2 separate regions of the Mus musculus genome follow, and region 2 is linked to region 1. Evidence: chromatin contacts called from public Hi-C data. All regions are on one chromosome and are shown on one strand. Each heading gives the region's core, a stretch centred on a gene start, on an enhancer-like site or on the middle of the called end of the contact. The rest is flanking DNA. Distances are from core to core; before and after follow the strand shown.

Region 1 (4,289 bases), core at 1,722-4,221:
TTATGCTACTTTTTGAGAATCAGGAAAATGGATCAGTGTTCCTGGAAATTCTCAGAAATCTCAAAATTATGATTATTTTTAAAACACATTTCTAACCATTTTCACACTCTGTAGATTGGATAGCTGGAACTCATGTTTAAAGACTAAAATATACTAAATTTCATGGTGCTTTCAAAGAGCTAGAACTTTCAAGAATATTTCAATAATGAAAAACATAATTTAAGATCCAGGTTTTCCGGTAAGGTAGTGAATAAGCCCCTCATGTCCCCCTTTGGCTTATAACCTCCTGGGAACCATGCGGGAAGTTTCTCTTTGCCCTTTGCCCTTTTTATTTTGTTATGTTTTTAAGACAGAGGCTTATGTAGCTCTGGTTTGACTTTCAATTCATCATGTAACTGAGGCCGGCCTTGAACTTCTGATCCCTTAAACTCTGCCTCCCAAGTGCTGGGATCACAGGCAGGTTCCACTGTATCTATCTCTGCCCGCCCCCTTCTGTATTAGCTGGAAGCAAGGTAACACTGTTAACATTTCAGAGATCTAATAGAGTAGGACTGGGGTCTGTATGCCATTGGGTGTGAAACGAGGTAGTTCTAGAGTTCGGGGGAGCCTTCGGGCGGGGAGACATTTCTGCCAGAAGTTCTTCACTGTAATTGTAAACTATGGTCTGAAGAATTAGTTTTTAAGATTGGACTTTGTTGCTGGCCAGTCTCTGAAATAGCATAGTGAAGTCTAATTGCATGTTTACTGTCCTGGCTACTGAGTTAAGAAAGGTCCTTACCCTTTAAGTGAGCATTGTACCTTTAATTAAGGGCCTTTACCCCAAGTGGGATAAGCCCTTAGATAGCAAAACAAAACACCAACACCAGAGAAGATCCATGTAGCCTGAAGGTAGTGACTGTAAAAGCAAATGTCTGTGTCTGTGGAGACCTGGGTGTAAGGTACGTGGGACAAACCTTCAGGGATTAAGCAGTGTGAAAAATGGGGCCGATGGTAAGTGGCTGTCCAGGCTGTCTGAACGTTTAGATCTTTTAATATTTTGAGAAAAGTAAAAACTCCTGATTTAGGAGAAGTTTCTGAGTTGTTAAGTGTTGGTAACTGGTTAAAAGTCATGATCTTAAACACGGTGAAGATCAAACCAGACTTTAGTGAGGCGTCCTGGGTGGTCTGTGGGTAGGCAGCACGGTAGTTCTGGGGTCGGGTGTCTGTGTGGCTTGACTGGTTTCTCAGCCAGCCCTGCCTCAGTGTATGTGCCTGACCTGAGCTCTGAGAGGGGCTCTATGCTGCCTCTACACGGGCTCAGACCTGCTGAGCTCCCCACGTGACCCATTTTCATTGCCTCTGAGCTCCCTCATAACTTATCTGTCCTACTTAGCTATAGCTAGCCCTTTACAAAATATCTTTGACTAGGCCCTATCTCCTGCATGATTTTTTTCCCTTGTATTCAGTTGGAACCCTGTTTTATCACAGAATAACATAGAAGCTACTTAACACCGTGGCTTCCCCCACTACTATTTCTACAGTTTCACTGTCCACTCTAGAGCTCACATCTCTCTCTAAATGCCCAGAATCAGAGAAAAAGCCATTCTGAAAAATGGATATATTTTTTTTGTCAGTGCTAAAACACAAAGTACCATGAAAGGATTCTAAGTCTCAGGTAATTTCCAGGGTCAGGGGTTGGAGAGCAATGGAGCCCTCTACTCTGTATAGACAGACAGCATTCGTGTGCTTGCATGCATGTACCCTGAGGACGGGAGCACTAGGGGACAGGGAGTGTTCCAAGTTTAGACATTGTACACTCAGATTCAATTATGGATTCATTTCTCTCTGATTTTTAAATTGTTTTGAAGTAATAATATTAAGCTAACAAACTTTAAAACCTCTTTCCACCTAGTTTTTGATTATTGATCTAACTTGAACTTCACAGCAATGTTTATAATGTTCACTCTTAGCCTTTGCTGTTTTCAGAGTGGGTCCTTTTTATGTTTTAAGAAAACCAATAAAGCCACTATATGAGCCAGTGCTCTTCTCCTTATACCACATGGTTAATGATGTTTATTATGGTGAATCATAAAACATGTCTACAGGCATCTTCACTTGGGGTTACTGTGATCTTATTGCAGTCCGTAAAGCCCAATATCATATAAGAAGGTCTAGCGTTCTCTGGACAGAGGCGCCACGAATCTCAGCTCTATTTTTGTGCATTCATGAAATCTTTAGTATGTATTTAGAAATTTAATATCACAGTAGGCTGGAGATGTAGCTCAGGGAAATCACACCTGCCAACCATGCACAAGGCTTCCCACACTGTAAAAACAAAAACAAAAACAAAAACAACAAAAAAGCTCATTTCAACTCTCCTTCTAGAGTTTTCTATTTGTTAATTGTGTTTGTTATGTGTGTGTGTGTGTCTGTTCACACATGTGTTATATTTGTGTGTGTGTTTGTATAGGCCAGAGGTTGATGTGCAGTGTGGTTCTTAGTCACTCCTTATCAGAACTTTTGAGATCCAGACTCTCCTTAGTCATTTTATTAGTGGTGGTGAGGTTCTGGCTGGTGTTTTCTGGTTCTTGGCTCATTATTCCTGTAATAAAGGTTCACACAGATCCCAGAGTAGCAAGAAACGTATTTAAGGCAACTTGGTAGTATAGATAAGAAAGAAATAGGAGTGAGGGCCCTCAAGAGCTTCAGGCAACCCGGGTATGTGTGAGTCATCATAGGTATGTTTGACTGGTTTCTAGTCAGCCATCATTGACTAGAAACCATATGACTGGTGGGCCTTATGAGGAACAGAGACTTCTTGCATCCTTTGAAGTGGGGTGTGCTTGGAAGTCAGTGAGATGGGGTGCTAGGTTGCCAACATACAGCTGGATAGATACATTGGAGTTGTGTGTGTGTGCATGATACACGATACACACGGAGAGTCCTCACCACCAAGAGCACCGGTGCGCAGCCTAAGCCCAGCAAGGCAAGGTTGCTCACTGTTTATTGCCTGTGTTGTCTGCTTCAGTTCGGATGCACTGCTTGGCTAGCTAGCCCCAGGGAGCTTCCTGTTGCTGCCTCCCCAGGGACAGGAGCCCAGGCTTAAGCTGCTGCTCCCACGTTTTTATGTGAGCTTTGGGGACCTGAACTTTCTTTTTAAATTAATATCTGTAAATCTGTTTTTCACAGCGTATTGCTAAAGCAATTCTCACACACTTGAAAGTTTCTTTCTGTCTCTGTGGTGTGGAAACAGGACATTCAGACACTGCAAAGAAATGCTCCCACTTTCTTGAGGTTAGACTTTATATGGTTAACATTCGCTAATTTTCTGTTATTCTTTATTGTGCTTTTCAGGCTGAATTTCATGTAATCCAAGATGGCCTTAAACTTGCTCTGTAACTGAGGATGGCCTTGAACTCCTGGCCCTCTGTCTCCATATCCAAATGCTGGGATTACAGGCATGTGCTAACATGGCTGGCTTTGTATGTTATTCTTAAAGAAGAATTAGAGAGCTTTCCCCCTGCATTAATCACTGATTCCTCAGTTAAACCTGCTTGATTGTATTTCAAAAGACGCATAATAACACATCAGAAATATCTTTATTATTTGCAGTGTAACTTAGGAACTAGTTGTTATAAAGGCTGTTCCTTAATTTATATAATGTAAAAAAAATAATGGCTAGGTATGGTGTTATGTCAGTATTTGGGAGGTTAAGGTAGATAAATTGCTCTGAGTTCAAGGTTAGCCTGGGCTATATAGTGTGATCCAGGACAGCTAAGGTTATAGAGCAATTCTGCATCTCAGTACAACAATGACGGCAAAAACAAGCAAACAAACAAACAAACAAACAAACAAACCAGAACCAAAACCTTCTTCCTTCAAAAAATAACTAAGTAAAACACTTAAATTTAATGGAGTATAAATTTAAACTGCTTGACAATTCATTTTTCAAAGGCATCTTTGTCTCTGAGTAATACACATTGCTTTTTTTTTTTTTCAAATCCTTCTCCATTTTACTATCTAAATCTAAGTCCATAATTTAAGGTAGATTGTAAAGTGTCTTCATGCTTTATCTGTCAGTGTGATCTGAGTAAAAAGCCCACCATGGTCCCCCATCACTCCTTCCACCCTGCTGAGTTTCATACCTCATTTATTTGCACAGCCATCTTTATTTTTAATGTCTTATGAAAAATTCCAGCATATAACACTAGAGAGAATCGTATAATGAATTTCTATGTACCTATCACCTGGATCCCACAATTATCAACTCACAGCCAGAAACACAGTTTTTCAAAGCATCTGTGTTATAT
Region 2 (4,340 bases), core at 364-2,863, 340 kb before region 1:
TGGTAAACCACAATGCTCCAGACTCTGTAACTCCTAATCTGGCCCCTGCCTTTTGTCCTAGCTGAGAATATGCCCTTTCCTAGTACTACAACCTCAGATCAACTGGTTTAAACTACCTGTTACAGTCAAGGCCCTCTTGTGACTCTACAGGAACTGTCACTTGCCCTTGACACTTTCCCTCTACTGCCTTTCAGTTCAGCTTTGATTTACTTCCTCCGCAATGCCTCTCCTTATGCTTCCAACATTTGTGAGTATGGCTCCTGTGTTTATATTTGTATTATAAATATATTTTTATATTTTTATTGTAACACACATACTTCTGTTATATTATGTTTGACTTGCTTATCTAGCCCACCAATTTTCTGGATGGTGATATAGTTGCATTTGTATTTAGTAAACAGGCTTAAACAAAAAAAAATTCCAACTTCAAATCCATTTGAAAAGTGACAGGAAGTCATAAAATTATATTTTATTACTCATTGGTCATAGCTGGTTCCAATAATACCAGCAGGCTCCTGAGTAGTGACAAAGGGAACCACTAACACAGGCCAACTTCCTTCATCAGACCACAGACTTAGGCCCAGTTCTAAACTCTTAAGACAAGACAGCCATGTATCTGTTGGATTGAATTCAGCCCTCAGTAAAAGTTTCACTCTGGACAATGGTCAGGAATACTCTTTCATCATGCATTGTTTTGGAAGGGTAGAGTCATACCTTTTTGGTAGTTCTCAGAAGAGCCCTTAACTTCAAAACTGTGAATTATCCATGATTCACATACACAAAGCAAATGCTGAAAAGAACGCATTCATAGTTTTATGGGGAAAAACCCAAGAAAATATTTTTAAATATTGCATATGCTGTATGTTAAGTTCAACAAACTTTAAAGTTTAAAGTATTTACATGCTAATTATTAACATTAATTTTGATTATCTCCAAATTAAGTTACTTCAAAGTTCAAAGTCCAGGTGTCCTTCTGAATCTCTGAGTCACAGAAAGGAGAGACAATGGCTGGTTTAAAAGCTATTCCTTCTGATAGCTGATATAAAAAACTAAAGTCTAGCACAAAAAGGGACAAAGGATGAAGGACATTATTATTGATCGCCATGCTGCAGATATAGGTTAAGTTATTGAAGAAGTAGCAAAAATGAAGTAGGCATAAAAACATAAACATAGAGAAAAACTAGACATCCTCACTCTTTTAATCCGCGTATCCAATATGAACATCTGTGGTAATCACAAGCATCAGCACATCCATAAAGATGCCAATAAAGAGAAGACTTGGCGGCACCTAGGAGGTAACTGTGAAGTTAGGGCTGAAGACAGCACAGGAGCAGAGCACTCCCAGCATGCACTGGACCCCAAGCTCAATCCCTTTACTAGAAAGGAAAAGAACAGTCTCGATCTAAACACCTTAAATCCATCACTTACCAAATTACAGTTTTGATTTTTTTTTTTTAACACTATACGAGAGACCAGCCTTAAACCCAGAAAACAGCGCAATGACCTTGCGCAACTGTAGTGGAATGGACGGTTGGCCCAATTACAGGAACAATGTTCAAACAAAGGCTTGCACCTGTTCCTGCTGTGTGTGCGACAAACAGAGGAAACCCACAACCACAACTGAGCAAGTGTGGTTCCAGTGCCACAGAACTTCAACTAAGTCATGCCTGTGGGGGAGAGGCTGGCTAAAAAGATGATGATTAAATAATGTACAAGGGAACTACATGCCTGGCCCTTTATTTCCTTCCTTTAAAGATGATGTTGAAAATGAGTGGCCAAGGCAACAGATGATACTTCTGATAGAGATGGAGACAGAGGGAGGGTGCAAGGAAGAGAGACAGAGACAGAGACACAGAAAGAACCAGCTAGCCTAGCTTAACCAAAGATCTGTCCTACCAATTGCTGCTGCAGAAAAGTATATCTGTATATACTGTGTCACAGTGACTTTATATGCATCAGTATTATCTTGGCTTTAAACAGTATCTAGCAAGGTTTTTTGTGTTTCTAATCTCACCCCCCCACACTCTCTCTCTCTCTCACACACACACACACACACACAAACACACATGTCCTCAGGCCTCCCTCCCTTCCCTCTTCCTCAGCCCCATTGGTTATATATAAATACTTACGATGATTTCCCACCTAAACCATACACTACCACAATCACTTCACTGAGCACCCTCATCACAACTTCTCATATCATACTTGGCAGAGAATAACTGAATTTCTTATCACCAAACCTACAAGCACCCCTGCACCTCCTCCCATATTACAGTAACAGAGACAGACTCCTCTTTGTTACATGTTCCAGTCTGTGTGCAATTATACACTCTTCTTTGACCTCCAATTCTACCTACCCCTGTGGTACCAAGCTCTGTTTTTCTTCCTATCCTCTCTGTGAGCATCAGAACAACTAACACTCTCCCAGCCAATCGGCACACTTGGCCAGGTGTCACCCTTTACACTCATCACAGCTGAGACTCTTGCATGGCTCACTAGATCTACCCTTTGCCACCCTCAGCCTCTCAGTCTTGAATGTGCTCACCATATGTACCATTTGCTGTTGTTATTTTAAGGTATGAGTAGTCTAATGTTGAATATGTCAATCAGATCAGTGTCTCCTACCTCAATGCTCCCAAGAGAAGTGAAGTTCAAAGAAGAAACTGGGTGGTTAGCACGCCAATACACATGACTGCCTACTACCAACTTAGTCTCACGGCAACTCTCAGACCTCTTTACAGAAAGCAATCTTATAGCTAGTCAGAAGTTAAGAGCCAAGAAAAAGTGCCATTCTCATCTGCCGCAGCAAGACAAGAAAGGAGACTGCTATGGAATGAATTGTACCTTCTCCACATTTAGACACTGAAGTCCTGACTCCCTGTGTGTTGGTACTTTGAAGTGAAGTCTCTGGAAAATAATTACATTTAGCTGACATCATGAGGGTAGAGCCGTCACGATGGGATTAGTTCCCTTGTAAGAATAAACACTGATTCCCTGTGTTCCCTGTCTCCCACCACCATGCAAGGATATGCTGCCTACGAGCCATCAGAAGAGCCCTCATTACAAGACTGATCTAACAGCACTGTGATCTCAGAATGCCTATCCTCTGCAGCCCTAAGGAAATACACTTCACTGTATGTGCCATTCAACCTACAGTATCTCTTATAGCAACTCTCCAAATGAACGTACTGAGCACAGTTAAAACCCCACACACCAGCTCCAAGTCCATTCTGATTCAACAGTAGTATCTTTAAGGAAATGCAGGAATATTGGTCTTGAGATTTTGGTTTTTGTTTTCAAACACTACATTTTAGTTCACAACTGTAGAAAATGAAAAACCAAGCAAGAGTAGGGATCATAAAGAGCTTACTGAAATGCAGTATCACGTAAAAATGAAATAAAGGATACTTACCACCACCAAGAATGTAAGAATCCGGGCGGCTCCCCCAATGTGATGTTTTTTTCCCATCTTATCTAAAATAAATAAAAAACCATATGAAATGTTTTCTGTGTGGTGCTTTGCCCCACACATATTATTTACCAAGCAGTGCTTTTCTCCTTTAAGTGCTACCATAGATTTCAGTTCATCATCTTCATATTAGTCTTCGCTCCGTTTCCCAAGTACTCCTTTTACAATGTGATTAAGAGAATGATTGGTATAGGAGAAGATGCCACCATAACTTCCTTAAATTTGCTTCCTGCCACTCCAGTAATAAACTGTCATGTCTTGGTGCTCCAAGGCCATCTGTGCATGATCTTGAAGAAGCTGACAATGGCTAAGCCAGTAAAGGCATTTACCTTCACTGTGCAAGCCTGCTGACCAGAGTTCAAATGTAGGGTCCTACATAAAGCAAGTAGAAGGGAACCCCACATAGTTGTCCTTCTGTTTCTACATGCATTATCATGGCACATGCATTCCCCCACACATGTAAGTGCACGGACACACGCACATGCACGCGCGCACACACACACACACACACACACACTAAGAATGTGTTTCCTACCTTAGTCACTCATTAACTGCCTCCCTGTTAAGTTCTTATCCACACAGAGTTCTAAGAGAACAACAGAAGTAGAAAGGAGGGAAAGCGCTAACACCATTGTCATCAGGGCTGCTCCTCCCGCAGCAGAGTGAAGACAGCAGCTCATTCTACTCCATCTGTTTCTAGCATAAGTAGACAGGCTGCTTCTTGGCTCCTGAGATGCACAAACATAATTGAGCAACACCTTGCCTTCAAGAGCTGTAGTCCAGTTCCATGAGGCTACCCTGAGCGGGATGCTCAGTGGCTCTGGTTCTCGTTCTTTCTCTCTCTCTCTCTCTCTCTCTCTCTCTCTCTCTC

What was found. Hi-C and Micro-C count contacts between places; a contact is called where the count stands out from the background.
Region 2: a contact with region 1 is called in a Hi-C map of pro-B cells, with 5 times the contacts expected there. The contact joins two enhancer-like sites. A contact is called at or near these places in 1 of 484 Hi-C or Micro-C datasets (pro-B cells) and 1 of 115 datasets of contacts at active chromatin or transcription factors (double positive thymocytes).

Annotation. Positions count from the first base shown.
Region 1 is chr13:91,201,498-91,205,786 of GRCm38.p6, reverse strand. All of the region lies in intron 2 of Atg10 (autophagy related 10), which reads left to right. Among named protein-coding and RNA genes, the nearest start is that of Atg10, 20 kb to the left of the region's middle. Within about 2 kb of position 2,971, at least 22 of the 459 cell types and tissues checked have an H3K27ac peak or open chromatin away from gene starts, as enhancers often do. A contact at or near this core is called in pro-B cells, where this site is marked.
Region 2 is chr13:91,538,469-91,542,808 of GRCm38.p6, reverse strand. It overlaps Ssbp2 (single-stranded DNA binding protein 2), which reads right to left. Exons shown (of 17, transcript NM_024272.4): 3 at 3,413-3,474. It overlaps Gm41016 (a long non-coding RNA gene), which reads right to left. Exons shown (of 2, transcript XR_873721.1): 2 at 3,476-4,197. Among named protein-coding and RNA genes, the nearest start is that of Gm41016, 6.6 kb to the right of the region's middle. Within about 2 kb of position 1,613, at least 94 of the 459 cell types and tissues checked have an H3K27ac peak or open chromatin away from gene starts, as enhancers often do. A contact at or near this core is called in pro-B cells, where this site is marked.